2 separate regions of the Rattus norvegicus genome follow, and region 1 is linked to region 2. A link is a contact called in public Hi-C data. All regions are on one chromosome and are shown on one strand. The core of a region is the stretch at or near the end of the contact, and the rest is flanking DNA. Distances in the headings are between cores, read along the strand shown. Region 1 has its middle 8.1 kb from the start of Cdh2. Region 2 overlaps Cdh2 (cadherin 2).

Region 1 (7,853 bases), core at 1,678-4,177, 160 kb after region 2:
GTGTCTCAGGGAAGGGCTACAAGCGGAGAAGCAGAAGGACAGGGGACCCTATTAACATGACCATCTATGTGGACACCTGTGCAGCCACGGAGGACTCCTCATCCACACAAGGGTGTAGACTTTCCATGTGGCTGCTTTAAAGCTCTTGATCATAGTAGCCCATACCCGCTGTCAGTAGGCCTAATAAACTCACTGGTTCTCCAGGATGAACCTTGTCATTGGTACCTTAGGAGGAAGGGGAGACATTGTTTATGTCCTCCAAGGAAGGAATTTTAGCAACACCCTGTCTCAAACAAAAAGTGGAAAAATGAGATTGACCCAACCTCTACAGGCACTGTGCGGTACCAGTAACATGTATACCCCCCACATAGTTTGTCCTAGCTTTATTGAACAACAAAATCTGTAATATAAGAAGCAAGGCTGAGTAAATATAGACTAAGAGAACATTGAAACCTTGGTGACTATATAAACATGTAGGAACACAAGTCTGGCCATATCAAAATATTCTTCCGAATCAACATATTCACTGTCTATGTATTTTTAATTTACAGTTTGAAAAAATAATTCATGTTAAAATTGTTACCTGAATTGGTAACAGGACTAGTAGTAACACTTGGTTTGCTTAGGCTGTTTCTTTTCTGAAACGTGTGTGTGTGTGTGTGTGTGTGTGTGTGTGTGTGTTCGTTTATTTATTTATTTATTTATGTATTTATTATTTCCAGGACCAATTCTTGTCCATGTACCCTAAAGAGCAAATTGCAAACATAGCCCATAGATTCTACATTTAAGATAATAGGATTCCTGTGGTGTCCAAAAGACTACCTCTGTACCTCAAGCATGGGTATTTATTTATGGGGTCATGCCAGCACTCAGATTACTTAACAGCCAGAAGGCCCATTTCTCATGATTGATAGAACAGGAGAAATAGAAGAAATCATTCTGAACTCGTGGTAAGGATTAGTTGTGCCAAACTTTTGCTCTTGTGTCCTTTTAAAGTCAAAGGTCTGCCTTCAGGAAAGTTCTGAAATACAACTGTCATTGTGCAGAGGGTAGTAAAACATATTTAGTGCCTGGGCATCAGTGTGCCCTTTCTTCCTATGAAGATTGACATAGTTGGTTAGAGAATTGATGTGGGCTCTGGAGGCCAGCACAGTCTTCCCAGTGCTATGGCTGGCAAAATAATTGTAAGTATTCCATTTAATTTCTATGCATTTTCTTATCTACCCAATGAAAACAATGCTACCTTCCCTCAGGAATACTGGGAGCAGTAAGAAAATGTCACTGAAACCCCATTTATTTCTTTAGAGGGAAGGGCTAGATAAGGCTGTGGTATTCTTTGAGGTTGAGGATTTAACTGTAAGAGGAGTAATTCTCTCTCATCTAAATTTAAGTCACACAAAATGATGGGTTATCATCAAGTCAAAGAGTGCTTGCTAAATCATTTTCTTATCCACAAATGTTTTAAAATAACATATTTGCCTTTCCAACTATAAAAAGCAGCATTCAATAATAGTAGAGAAAGTCCACTTAATTGTACTGTAGTAATCCTCACATTATGTTTCTTCTTCCTTATTTGCAGTACAACCTGGGGAGGGGATGATGATGTTTTTGTTGTTGTTGTTGTTATTATTATTATTATTATTATTATTATTATTATAGCTGTGATAGAAATAAAAGAAGCTGGTGAAATGGTTCGTGCTTGCTTTATAAACAAGAGGACCTGAGATTGAGTGTCCAGCACCCAGGTAGAAGCCAGGCATGGTGACTCACACCTGTAGTGTTCCCAGCACTAGGGAACAAGAAACAGGCTGTTCTTGGCAGGAGGATGAGTTGCTGGCTAAGCAGTCTAGTCCAAATCAGGGAGTTTCAGGTTAAGTTGAAGCAACCAGTCTCAAAGAATTAGATCGGTGGAGATATTGGAAAAGGGCAGTTGGGACATGAAAGAGACCAATGTGTGGGAGGAGTGCAGATGCAACAGGACTCGGGGTAGAGAAAGAACATAAGAGAACCAGAAAATACACTAGGTAAAAAGTCAGAATGATATTTAACTTGCTGTATGCTGGTTTAAAAAAAAGGTAAAGAAGTGACTGAAGAAGATATCCAGTGTCTTTCTCTGTTCTCCATCTACATGGTCTAGCAGAGTCTGCCTCCCTCCCTCCCTCCCTCCCTCCCTCCCTCCCTCCCTCCCTCCCTCCCTCCCTCCCTTCCTCCCTCCCTCCCTCTTCCCCTCTCTCTCTCTCTCTCTCTCTCTCTCTCTCTCTCTCTCTCTCTCTGACTTTGTCACTTTCTGGCTCTACCTCTCTCAACAATAGCTCCCACACCCCCAACACAGACTGTGGAATGTTTGCATGCAATCCATTCTTCATGTAGAAGCTCCAAGTGTTGAATCATTATCACAGAGAAGATCATCTTTCTCGGAGTTCTCTTATCTCTTTTTTCTTTACCCCACAAACATGTTTGCAAGAAATGGGAATATCCTCATTTTTAACTTGTTTTGACAGCTGATAATAAACATTTGCATTGAAAGTGAATGTACTAAAAGCAAATGAAACATAAATCTTCTTAGAGAAGCTTGAGAAGAGGCAAGGACTCAGCTTATAGGAGAGGCTTTTGGAGAGTCAGGTCATTCATGCCACTCATCAATGAACGGAAAGGAGGAGCAGAGTCAAGGACACAGGGTTACAACTGCCCAACAAGGACAAAAAGCCCTTGAGTGTGTTCTCCAAAGCAGAAGGGGCTCATGACACCCATGACCAAACCTCAGGATGCTGACAAACTTCTTATCTCTGAGAGTGCTCAGAAAATATTTGCCCCGTTTTCAGAGTGAGTCACAAAGGAAAATAGGACAGGGAATTTGGACGACAGCATGGGGCTGCCTTTCAGAGCTGATAAAAGGGCCATAGTACAGGGCTGCTGATACGTAATCTGGGATATTTTGGTCTGGTCTGTCCTTTCCCAGAATTTGCACAAGGCTTGATAAGAGCAAGTCCTGAACAGAAAGGAAGTTGCTCACCAGACGCCTGCTGCTAGGCATGCAGTATGCTCTTCTCTGATCCAGAACTATGAGTTTAGCAAGCTGTACATCTCCACTCCTGCTCCCAGCAGTCTACCCCCGACCTCTCCTAATTGCGTTTGCCCTATGGTTGTTTCCTCACTCAATGGACACAGGTATATGCATTGACGGAAGTAGATGCAAGTTGGCTTCTCAACATTTGTTTTTCTCTTTTGGGTTCCTTTTTCTTCTCTTTAAAAATTTCTAGATTATTGATGCTCAATTTTATTATCTCTCAACATCCCACCCCTTTTGCTTCCCTTTCCAAATATTTTTCTGGAGATTCCTTCCACTCAGTTTTTCAGGCTTTTTATTGGGGATATGTGAATAGTTCTTTATTCCCAAGACTCTTTCCTGGCTTACTCATGATTTCCTTAATAGACACTGCTTCTGCAATATTCATGTAGGAACTACTTGGATCTTTATAGAACTGAAAAGAGCTATGCTCTATTTTGTTTCTCTGCCTCCTACTTTACCCTAGTGTCCTCTGTGATGCTACCCTCATAGTATTTTATGTTCAAGGCCTTCTTGGGGCTGGGGAGATGACTCTGCAGTTTAGAGCACGGACTGCTCTCCAGAGGACCCATGCTCAATTCCCAGCACCCATAATTCATATCTATTTGTAACTTCAGTTCCATGGTATCTGATGCCCTCTTCTGGCCTATGTGGCTACCAGGCCTGCACATGATGAACAGACATACACACAAGTAAAAACTCATACACATAAAGTAAAAGCAAATAAATCTTTAAAATTAAAGACATGGTTGGTGAGGGATAGGCAGGATTCCATTTAGTGCCCCAGTTTTCTAAGCTAACATCTAAGCCTTGGTTTATTGGAGTCATGAGTCCAGAGCCTCAAGCTTTCTTGGGTTACCTTCTCCCAACCTTTTCTTGGCATCTCCAGTTCTCCCGAAGAAGCTCTCAGTCTGTACCTCCTGATCCAGGCTCTCTGTAGCTGGGGTTGGATCTGCACTACAAAGTACAGGGAGAGAGGTCCTCAGCTTAGGCTCAAGCTCTACTAACCTCCGTTAATGGCTTGGCTTTGCTCACCTCTGTCAAGGTGAATTATCCCACGACCAAAGAAACAGGCGCCCTGTGCAAAGTTCAGGAGGCTGCATGACCACTGACTGACAGTTCATGCTGCGTGAGGACTGTCACAAACCCTCATCCATGGATGAGGCACACATCATCCTCTTGGAACAGAATCATGATGGTTTTATAGTGCAGGTGTCTCCCTGGAATGCAGCCCTCTGCAAAAAAAAAAATGCGAATGAACGGCAACCCCATTTTTTACTAATAAAACAAAAAGTGTCACTGCCACAGATTCTCTTTTCTCGAAAATCATTGTTTCAGCCCCTACAAGTTTCATATTTTGAAAAAGAATTTTAAATATCTTTTCTTTGACATAACATAATAGATATGAAAACCATTTTCGAAATATTAGCTATGTTGAAGCAATTCAAGGAGGCACATTCACCTTAATGTATTCCACTTAAGTTTCTTCTAACTAAATCAGCCCCGAATCAACTACTTGTCTGCATAACATGAAGAAATTTATGTTTCTAGAAGATAGTAAGAAATGAAAACTCAGAATATTAGCAGTCTGCAACTGAAATCCATGGTATAAAGAAATGTGTAATAGCTTAGGTATTGGTTGTGATGATCTTCAGATGTCCGTTGTTATTTTATACTGCGTTTGTTGGCATGCCCTAGGACTCATTTTTGGTGGGAGCTATTACATGTCTTATTCAGGTGATCCTGTTTGCATTTGCCCAAGAGGAGACAATGGCAGGCCAAGAAGGGCATCCATCTGTCCAATGAGTTTATTGGGATTCCTTACAAGAGAGCCTTCAGCTAGAGCTACTTCATAAGATTTGGGGACCTGCATCTCAAAAACAGCCCCAGGTTACCTGGGGGATGGACCCCTCCCCCAAAGCAGCATCATTGGAAACACTTGTGTAACTTGCAGTTAGCTCTCCTCCAAAAGAGTTACCTGTTCTGAAGAGTTGTCTTTTGACTGTTCATAAGACAGCAAGAAAGGGTCTCATAAGACTTGTGAGAATGTTTCAATTGAGAAGAGACTACAACACAATGGGAGTTTAAATGAAAACATGGATCAGTAGGCATTTTTTTACTATAGGATATCTGAAATATTCCTTATCTCCGCTAGCACTCTTGTTATTAAGAATCACGATTTAAATAATTAATTGTTCTTCATTTTAACTTACCATGGGCCTTCTGTTATTCATTCAAAGCTTGGTGAAGTTGAGTTTTATCATCTTGCTAGCATGATAGCATAAGATCCTCTCAGATCCTACATAGCATCTCTTGACCTAACAGGTTAAGATGTCAGGACTCTGCTATCCAGATTAATTTTGTAGACTTACATGAATTAGTCAACATTTCACTAGACATCAGACTCCAAACACTCAGTTTTAAGATGTTTCATGGACCTCCTATTTTGCCTACAGTGATAATGTGACTGCTTACAAGTAGTTTACTGGAAAGAAAAGGCAATTTAACATCTATAAAAATTGGTTTCTTCTTTCTTCTTTTGTTTTTTGTTTGTTGTTTGTTTGTTTGTTTGTTTGTTTGTTTTTTGGTTGGTTGGTTGGTTGGTTTTCTAGACAGAGTCTCTGTGTAGTTATGGCTTTCTGTAGACCAAGTTGGTTTGCTTGCCTTCCTCTGCCTCTCAAGTGCACCTGCCACCACAGCAGACTGAGATACAGGTTTTAAAGAAGAGATTCTTCTGGGCTTTTCTGTCTGTTTGTTCTAGGGTTAGCTTTTTTGTGTTTTTAGAGTGAGTTCCCAAACTGAAATACTTAGCAGAGATTGAGAACCCACTCTGAGACCGATATCCTACTTTGTTTTTTGACTCTTAGAGGACGGGCACGCCTAGGAGCAGCTGTTGGGATTACAGGGAAGGAAGCTTAGTACCACCTACAGACTAAGCAGAGATACCCATCGGTAGGAGTTAGAAACTTGATGCGCCTGAGAGTGGTGAAGAAATAGTGGGTTCTATGGTTCCTGCTTAGAAGAAAAAGCATCCCCAGATTGAGCAAGGAAGAAAACTTTCAGGTCGATCAGAGGAATTCAAGAAATCTAACCTAAACCTCAGGCTAAAATCTTAAAGGTAGTCCCCCATGGAACACGCTGTTTGCTTCCCGATCAGTCACCTGATCAGTCGCCTGCTCATTGCAAACTGGCAGGCACTCCCTCAGCATCCTGAGATGTGCAGCTTAGACTGGACAGCATCTGCTATCATCAGAACACCGGAACCAGATTATCAACACAGGAAAAGTAATACATTTCCCGTGTCATACCTTTTCAAGGTGAAGATTTAAAAAAATCAGACATTAGTAATCTTCACTGTAAATTGAAAAACATGGTTACCCTAAAGGTTTAAATAACAAATAACACAGTTATTAATTTCTCATATTTTAAACTCCTAACTCTCTGTGGTGCCAGAGACCCAGCCTTAGGTCCTGTACAAGCTAGACTGCCACTCTACTATTGGGTCACATTCAGACCTAGTTCAGCCTCTTGTATTGGTACAAAGTCTCACTGAGTTGCCCAGGCTAGCCTAGAACGTCCACCATACAAAGGGCTAGTTTTGAAATTAAAACACTCCTGGTTTCATCACTGAGACTGTACACCAATACCAAACCAGGCCCTGCCAAATTCTTAATCCTGCTTTCAAAATTTTGAGCGTGAAAAGGTCAGGTTGTATCTAGTTAGTATTTTTCATCTTTTCTTTTCACTTTGAATTACCAGGATTTGGCATCATTCTGCACTGATACACATTTCCCTGTCTCTCTTTTCACCAGAGCTAAGAGAATATTCATGCTTTGTGATAAAAGCAATAACAACATTTTCTATTTATGCTGAGTCATAGTACAGAATCTCAAAAGCAAGCAAGAAAACTGTAAGGGAGTGCATGGGAGGAAGGGACACTGAGATAATTCCATGCACTGATGGCTTTTCTGAGAAAGCTTTGCTTCTAAGCCCAGCCCTCCCCCCCCCGCCCCCACTTCCAGGGGAGGAGTGGCAAGCTGCTCTTTAAAGCAGCCATTAGGAGGTGCTCATAGTTTGGGACAACTCTTCAAGGCATCCCAGCTCCTTGTGGTCTAGTTTTTGTGTCCTGTAAGGATTTATTTTGAATTTTATAAATTTCATTTGACTTGAGTTTTCCACTTATAAGAATCAAGAAGCTGACAGCTCTGGAAACGGATGCTATCCAATTAGTCCAAAAGCCACCTAAACGTTTCCCTGGCACTGTCATGACAGAGTACCAAAAGGCCCTCTGAAAAACATACCATGTTAAGGGAAAAACGTGTATTTAGGAATGAAAAGCTCCTTGGTAATTCTCTGCCAGAGAGAGAGAGAGAGAGAGAGAGAGAGAGAGAGAGAGAGAGAGAGAGAGAAGATATTAATGGGTGTGGAGCAGGGGTCCTTTGAGACCTAAGGGCTGTACCTAAGCTTGTTACGTAGAAGGTCTATTTATGTTTTGGATATGCCCACAGGGTACACTCATCTTTCACCAGGCAGGTTCACAACTATGTGTTGTAGAAACATTAAGACTGGTAATTATTTGTTCTATTCCCATCGTATTTTGTTTGCTATGACAAAATTCAATCTAGACACTGATGTTTGTCTTGATGTGGATACATAAGGAAAGGACATTAGGCTTTAGCCTGTGGTTGTCCATTGGCTCCTAAAGCCATGTTTGGGGCAAATAAAGGATTTCAGGTTATTTATTTATATGAGAAATTGGGGGTTACAGATTCATATGGATTATACA
Region 2 (6,767 bases), core at 2,287-4,786:
AACACAGGTCTGTATGCTGTGTGGAAAGCACGCTATGATTGAGCCATCTCCCAAGCCCATCCCATGACTCTTGATGATGGACTTAAAAAGAGACACTACCTATCCCCAGAAAGACTTGGGGTAACCTTTTCAGCTAAAGGAACACCAGCTATGCAACATGCAAAATGTCAAAATTTAGCATTGTCTACATAGATAAAATTGCCACGGAAAAATATTTACAACAACGTAATAAGTGTTTAATTTAATACGAAACATGGTGTCTTCACACATCAGAAATGCTAAGAAGTAATAATTATGTAGCAACAGCTTGAAATAGTCTTACGTGGGACTCTGTGGTTGGGAACAGGCCCGTACATTAGACTTCTTTGCTTTCATTGTACTGGTTCTGTGCAACCAAAGCCTCCTACATGGTTTTCAGGTGGTAACGAAGGCTACAGTTCCCTTTTCTAATAAAGCATCAAAGAGAGGTTCTTTGGGCATATTTTATACTCCAAACAAAGGGAAAGCAAGTCAGAGTAGAGCAGTTTACAGAGATGGAAAATGGAAGAACGGCAGAGACAGAGAAAGGGCAGGCTGGGCAGTAATAAATACAGCTCTTTATGCACTACGTAAATGTAATTAATCCATCCATTTGATCTAGAGATATTTCTTAACATAGGGCAAAATTCTGTTTTTCAGTCCTGTTTCCTGAGGGTTGATAGAAGGCACCTCTATCTGGTGTTACGGGCATTGTTAAATCGAATTACAATGCACATTAGAATAGAATATACAGCACAAATAAGTGACTTACTTAAAAGGCTCAAAAATATGTGTTGGAGTACTAAAATAGTCATAGAAACATTTACATTTTAATAAGTGAGAATATGATGATTCCATAACATTGTACTTTTAAATAAATGCTACCCTGTAGAGTTTGCTTATTTTTTTCCCATGTCAGATGGTCGGATGGTAGGCAGTGTAAGTAACTGCAAAACTCTCTCTCCTCAGATTGGAAAGGCTCCAGTTTTGCACTGCCCCAGGGACTCTGTTAATGGTATCAGAGGTCACTTTTCCTCTTATAAAAAGACTCCCAAGTGCACTTGGTGCTGGCAGGTTTAGCAATGATTGCCCTTTATTCTTTTCCTTCTGTCCCAAACTATCTTTAGAGGGCAGAGATCATCATGGAAAGTCCTGGTTCTGACTACCATTTGAATAGTGAGAGAAGGAAGGGGAGGGATGGGATGGTGTCATAGCTCATGAATTCACAAAAGGCCTATCATCGAGTGCCCCGGACCTAGGAGAGCTACGCAGATAAATAATCCAAGAGATGACAAAGAAAGGCTTCTTACTACATAGGAGAAATTCCACTCACACAAATTCAACTGTACAGCACATGCCATAAACTCTACTCAAAAACAAACAAAAAAAATAGAAGAAACAGTTTCTAACGTTGCCTTGCCATGAAAATAATTACAACGACAGCCTCTTACTCTGACAAGCTCTTGCGGAAAGGGTCCTCTGGAGTTTTCTGGCAAGTTGATCGGAGGGATGACCCAGTCTCTCTTCTGCCTTTGTAGAGCTCCGCTGTGCTTGGCGAGTTGTCTAGGGAATACTATTTCTTCAATTTCATGTGGTTCCTTTGCATTAAAGAACAAGAAAACTTTCCTAAGGACTAGGAAGAGCACCTTCTAAGATCACATCAATATTAATGGCTACCCGTGTGTGTAGGAACCACAGTGTATTATGAACAAAAAGAATAACTCGGGAGGCCCTTTCCCTGTCCCCTAGTTCAATAACAGAAAAGTGCCATGAAGTATTTGGGTTGCACTATTCACTGGAAATTGAATTAGAAACAATTTATTATATAGTCCAGTTGAGTAAACTACTTGCAGTTTCTATAAACCATCCTAGAGAGTAGTTAATATTAAACCAAGTTTAATAGCACCCTTTTATATATTTCTCATTAGTTTAGACCACAGTTCAGGTAATGTGCCTACTGTACATTAAATTCAGATCTTGATGTGCTGAGATATAATTTGAATTCCAAGAGAAGTTTAATACGTACCGCTAAAGAATGTCTCAAATATTTATGACCCTATTAAATCCCACAGAATTAATGCTGTAATTATTCTAAACCTATGTCAGCTGTGATGGATGCTGTAAATGACCCACTTTGCACAGTAGGCATTAATCTCTGCTATGTGTCAACATTTTCTTCTGTTTCTCTCGATGTCTGTGGACACTTTAGCCATTAGGCCGTGCTGTCTCTGTGCAAACATCCTGGACAGTGGCTGGAACACGGAGAACCAACAACAACAGACAAGTCTTTTCACCCCATTAGGTACTAGCCTCTCACTTTGTATATCACTCAAGTGGCTTGAGGCCTTTCAGCAGTTAATGGCTTAATACATTGTATTTTACATGATGTGAAACACTGGTGTAAGAGAAAAACAAGGCATGTTTTTAGTATATTCAATCTTATTTGAATACATGAATGCACATGACCTTTATAATTAAATATCGTCATGGCCTGTGCTGTTATCTATAACTGTAGTATTCAAAACATAATGGTTAGAGTTCAGAGTCATGGCCTTCAAAGTGTATATAGGTGTGTCCCTGAATCTTAGGTTTGAATAAACTTGAAGAACCTGGTATTGATAAACAACATGGGATTTGTAAAGTCATGGCTCTATTTCATTTAAAATTCTTATGTAGGGATTTTCACAGAATAAATGCTCAATAAACATTTGCTGAGCTGAATAGGTCTCTGTTGGAAACACACTTCATTTATTTCACCCTGGCTCACAACAGCTTTCCTGAGAGGGAGCATATCACTCGTCAACATCAGTGGCAGGATGAATATTTCATGCTACCCAATTTGCTCTTGAAAAAAAAAAAAGGACAAAAGTCAACCCTTGTCTTTGCCAGAAACACTTTACTGTCCCCGCTGTAGACCTGCACCTCCCACCTAATAAATTTGACTGATGACATCTTCCCAAGATGTGTTTATTTTGTGGTTACACTTAACAGCTTGTAAAACATCTCAGAAATGTAACAAAAACTACTTCTAATTTGAATTAAATTATAAATCACAAAATATAAACAAAGCTCTCCAAGGCAACTCTGGTTGCTTGAGATATACTTAGCCTATTACGCTAGAAATACAACCAAGTCCTGCTAAGGAAAATGAAGTTGGTAACAATGGAAACACTGGCCCTCCACTTGCATGGCAATAATTAAACCCGTATTTGGTTAGAATCTTAAATCTAGTGGTTAAACATAAGCTGGATCTGGGTACCTTCATCGGCTCCTCAGTCAGGCTGGGCTCCAGGCTCAGGTTAACAGCTACCTGCCACTTTTCCTGGGTTTCTTTGTCTTGGGCATATATCAGGAACTTTGCCTGCTCTGCAGAGAGAGGGAAGCTTCTCACAGCGTACACTGTGCCGTCCTCATCCACCTTGAAATCTGCTGGTTCACTGCTTTCATACTGAACTTTCCTTTTTCTATTGCAGTTGCTGAATTTCACTGGAAAAGAGCACACGTGCACGGTTACTCCACCCTGGTGGGCATAGTTCACGCTGTAATATGTACTGAGCTTGGTTAAATTATTAAACACAGTGGTGTGAAGTCACAGAAACTGTTTTCACACTGTGTGTGTGTGTGTGTGTGTGTGTGTGTGTGTGTGTGTGTGCACAAGTTCCTGTGCATGTGTGCCACTGGCCCTACTCCCCACAGATGTGAAGACTGGAGTTAAAGCTCACGTGCCTTTCTCCAGGAGCCAGCCAGCCCTAGGGATCTGCCTGCCTCTGCCGCCTTGGGACTAATAGGAGAAGCATACATTATAATTCCTGGGATTCCTACATGGGAGATCACACTTGGGTCCTTCCGCTTTCATGGGAAGCACTTCACTAGCTGAGCCATCTCTGAGACATCAGGATGTTAATCTTCATTCTGTAATCCAACATGAGTTCTCTCTAACTTGAGGTTATGCCTATGAAGAAGACTATACCAACCGCAACCAACAGCAGGGTGGTTGAAGAAAAGAGTTTCACTTACACTGAAGTACTGAATGGGTACAGGCTTTTTCACTTGCTGTCTTTCATAAACACTGGAGTGCAACTATGGCCACAGCACACACATTTTGCTAAGGATTTCAAAATCTAGAGATAGAGTGTGCAGGAGGGTATGCATAGGCTTTGTACGAGGAAAATAGTAGGATGCTTATATGGCAGAGACTTGAGCATCCTTGGACTTGAGTGTCCTGGACCAAATTCCTCTCAGAGAAGAAGAAAGGACTGAACTAAGGTTAAGTTGTGGCCCTACATCTCCTTGTTTAAGTCTTGCCTTCTGTCATCATCTCTTGGATGGGCTACCAGGTGCTCCTGATCTCCACTTTGCCCCGTGCTCAGGTATTGCTTCCTGTCCCTTCTAAGCTCCCATCATCCCTCATGCTGCACTGTTGCTGGTCGGTCTTATACACCAACCGGAGTCCTATCACTAGTTTCACTGCCTGAGCCTTGCACTCCACTAGAGAGGCATGCAAGCCTGGGTTTCTCAGTTATCTGTTACCCTGTATTCTTCCTGCCACAGAATCTTAGATAAACACTTGAAGGAAGGAAATTCCAGGCATCTTCATCAACACCCACAATGTTTCCTAGAACCCTGGAAACTCAGAGTAAAAAGCATCAGAGTGAAAAGAAAAAAGAAACAAAACCTGATCATTTCTGTTCCTCGGGGTGCTTATGAACTTTGGTGTTCTTAATGTAAATTCTCACCAAATGAAATAAACATGCATCTTAAAAGATTTAAATGAAAAATAAATCATAAGGAGGAGGACCTTAACAATCTCAGTGGGTTACTCATACCGCTAATAATTGCGTTGACTTGAAAATGGGTGGGGGGAGAAAGTCACCGTTGCGTAGCGCAATGCTAATCAGCCTGTATCTTAGATACTGAAAATTAGATTCCACATTTACAACGAGAACCGGGTGTGCTCTAGACAACCTCTAGGAAGATCATTTCCTTTGCAGTCCACCTTCTATCATTCTGAAGAAATATTGCGTGGGGATGGCAAGGGAAGTCATCAGACATAAAGTGGTTTTCGCTTCCCAGAGAATTACTGCTGCAGTCTGGTCATGACTAAATGTGATACAATGGCAAGGGCTAGGTACGTCCATAGTGCAAAGTGCACTCACAGGTGAGGAAAGACTTCTCTTCCTTACTCAGATTGGGGTTTCAGAGACAGGGTCTCCTACAGTTCAAGCTACCTGCAACTGAATTGCGTAGCCGACAGTGACCCTGAACTCTTGATTTTCGGGTCCTACGTCTGGAGCACTGGAACCCAGTTTGATTAGTCCTCTGTCTCAACACCAACTGAAGATGCTCCTTCCAGTTCCGCTCACATCAAATCAGCACGACAAGCAAGGGCTACAGCCAAGGTCCACGCTCACTCATTTCCCTTCCTAGATGCACTAAAATGCTTTAACTACTGAATATATATTTTTTCAAGTACTGCATATGTATCATCCTTCAAATTTCATTCATTAAAAGTAAAAATAATAGTTGTATCTTCAACCAAATCAGGTTAAAATATAACGTCGATCTTTGGACTATAAATATTCCCAAGTAAACTTAGGTACCACAATCTTATTTGACTGAAGTGTTTTCTGGAGAATGATGGCATTTTCTTCTTTTCTTCTTTGTAAGTTAAAAATAACAAATGGAAAACTAAAATTGTTTTTTGAACCTTGCTGAGAAATCAAGATGATAAAATTATGCCATCTTTTTTTTTTTTAAACTTTTTTTTTTTTTTTGGTTCTTTTTTTTTCGGAGCTGGGTTCCGAACCCAGGGCCTTGCGCTTCCTAGGTAAGCGCTCTACCACTGAGCTAAATCCCCAGCCCTTTTTATTAATAGATGTAACATTTTTGATATCATAAAAAGAAATTCATGCTATTTCCATCCTCTCAGAAATGTCTAGTCTCCTCTGCGTTGCCTACTACATTTCAGCACAGCATCAGGCGTCCTCCCTCCAGGCCACATCTGCATCGCTGCCCCTGTGCCCTGCGTATTCTTTCCCAGATGCAGGTGACCCAGCACTAAGCCTGTGTGTGACCCACACAGTGACCTTATCCCTTTGTGACACAAGCCATATATGCATCAGGCCAGTTTTTAATGCTCTCCTAACTTTTTAAAATACTTGTATTTCGCTTTTAAATTGTACGTGTGTTTCTATGTGTGTGTTCACGCTGAATTTTTAATGCAAATTTATACAAAAGATTCATTAACATTGTCCCCATTATAACAATCATTCTAATAAGTACTCTATTTCTTAACAGTGTCCTGTGACTATGCCCTCTGTCTTTAAGAAGACAGTAAAGTTTTATTCTTGTGATAGGAGCTCTTAGTTTTTTATTTTCTATGATAAATAACTCTGACGAGAGTAAGTGCTTGTGAACATCCATAAATACATGGCCATATTACGAAAATGAATACGAAGAGAAAGATAGAAAATGGGCGGGCATCACAGAGAATCTCTATACAAAGCCTGCTCTATCAAAACTTCACAACAGAAGCCAATAACCAATGCACAGACCCAAGGCCTTCAGCGTTCTGCTGTAAGTGTTCATATCTAAGTCAGTGGTAGTAGTAGTCTGAACTGGTTTGTTGGTGGTAAAGCCTTGTGAAGTAGAGGTAAAATTAGGCTAAAGGGGCTGCAGAGATGGCTTATGCTAGCACAAGTGTCTGGGATTGGATCTTGGGTGCTAATATAAAGGCTGGGTGTAGAGGT

Evidence for each region. A called contact is a pair of places that touch in the nucleus more often than the background predicts.
Region 1: a Hi-C map of liver shows a contact between it and region 2, with 5 times the contacts expected there. The contact joins two enhancer-like sites. A contact is called at or near these places in 4 of 12 Hi-C or Micro-C datasets (Schwann cells, kidney and liver) and 1 of 1 datasets of contacts at active chromatin or transcription factors (oligodendrocytes).

What each region holds. Positions count from the first base shown.
Region 1 is chr18:8,269,479-8,277,331 of GRCr8, forward strand. No RefSeq gene overlaps it. Among named protein-coding and RNA genes, the nearest start is that of Cdh2, 8.1 kb to the left of the region's middle. Within about 2 kb of position 2,928, at least 12 of the 93 cell types and tissues checked have an H3K27ac peak or open chromatin away from gene starts, as enhancers often do. A contact at or near this core is called in liver, where this site is marked.
Region 2 is chr18:8,107,710-8,114,476 of GRCr8, forward strand. It overlaps Cdh2 (cadherin 2), which reads right to left. Exons shown (of 16, transcript NM_031333.2): 3 at 3,278-3,504; 4 at 1,470-1,616. Among named protein-coding and RNA genes, the nearest start is that of Cdh2, 150 kb to the right of the region's middle. Within about 2 kb of position 3,537, at least 2 of the 93 cell types and tissues checked have an H3K27ac peak or open chromatin away from gene starts, as enhancers often do. A contact at or near this core is called in liver, where this site is marked.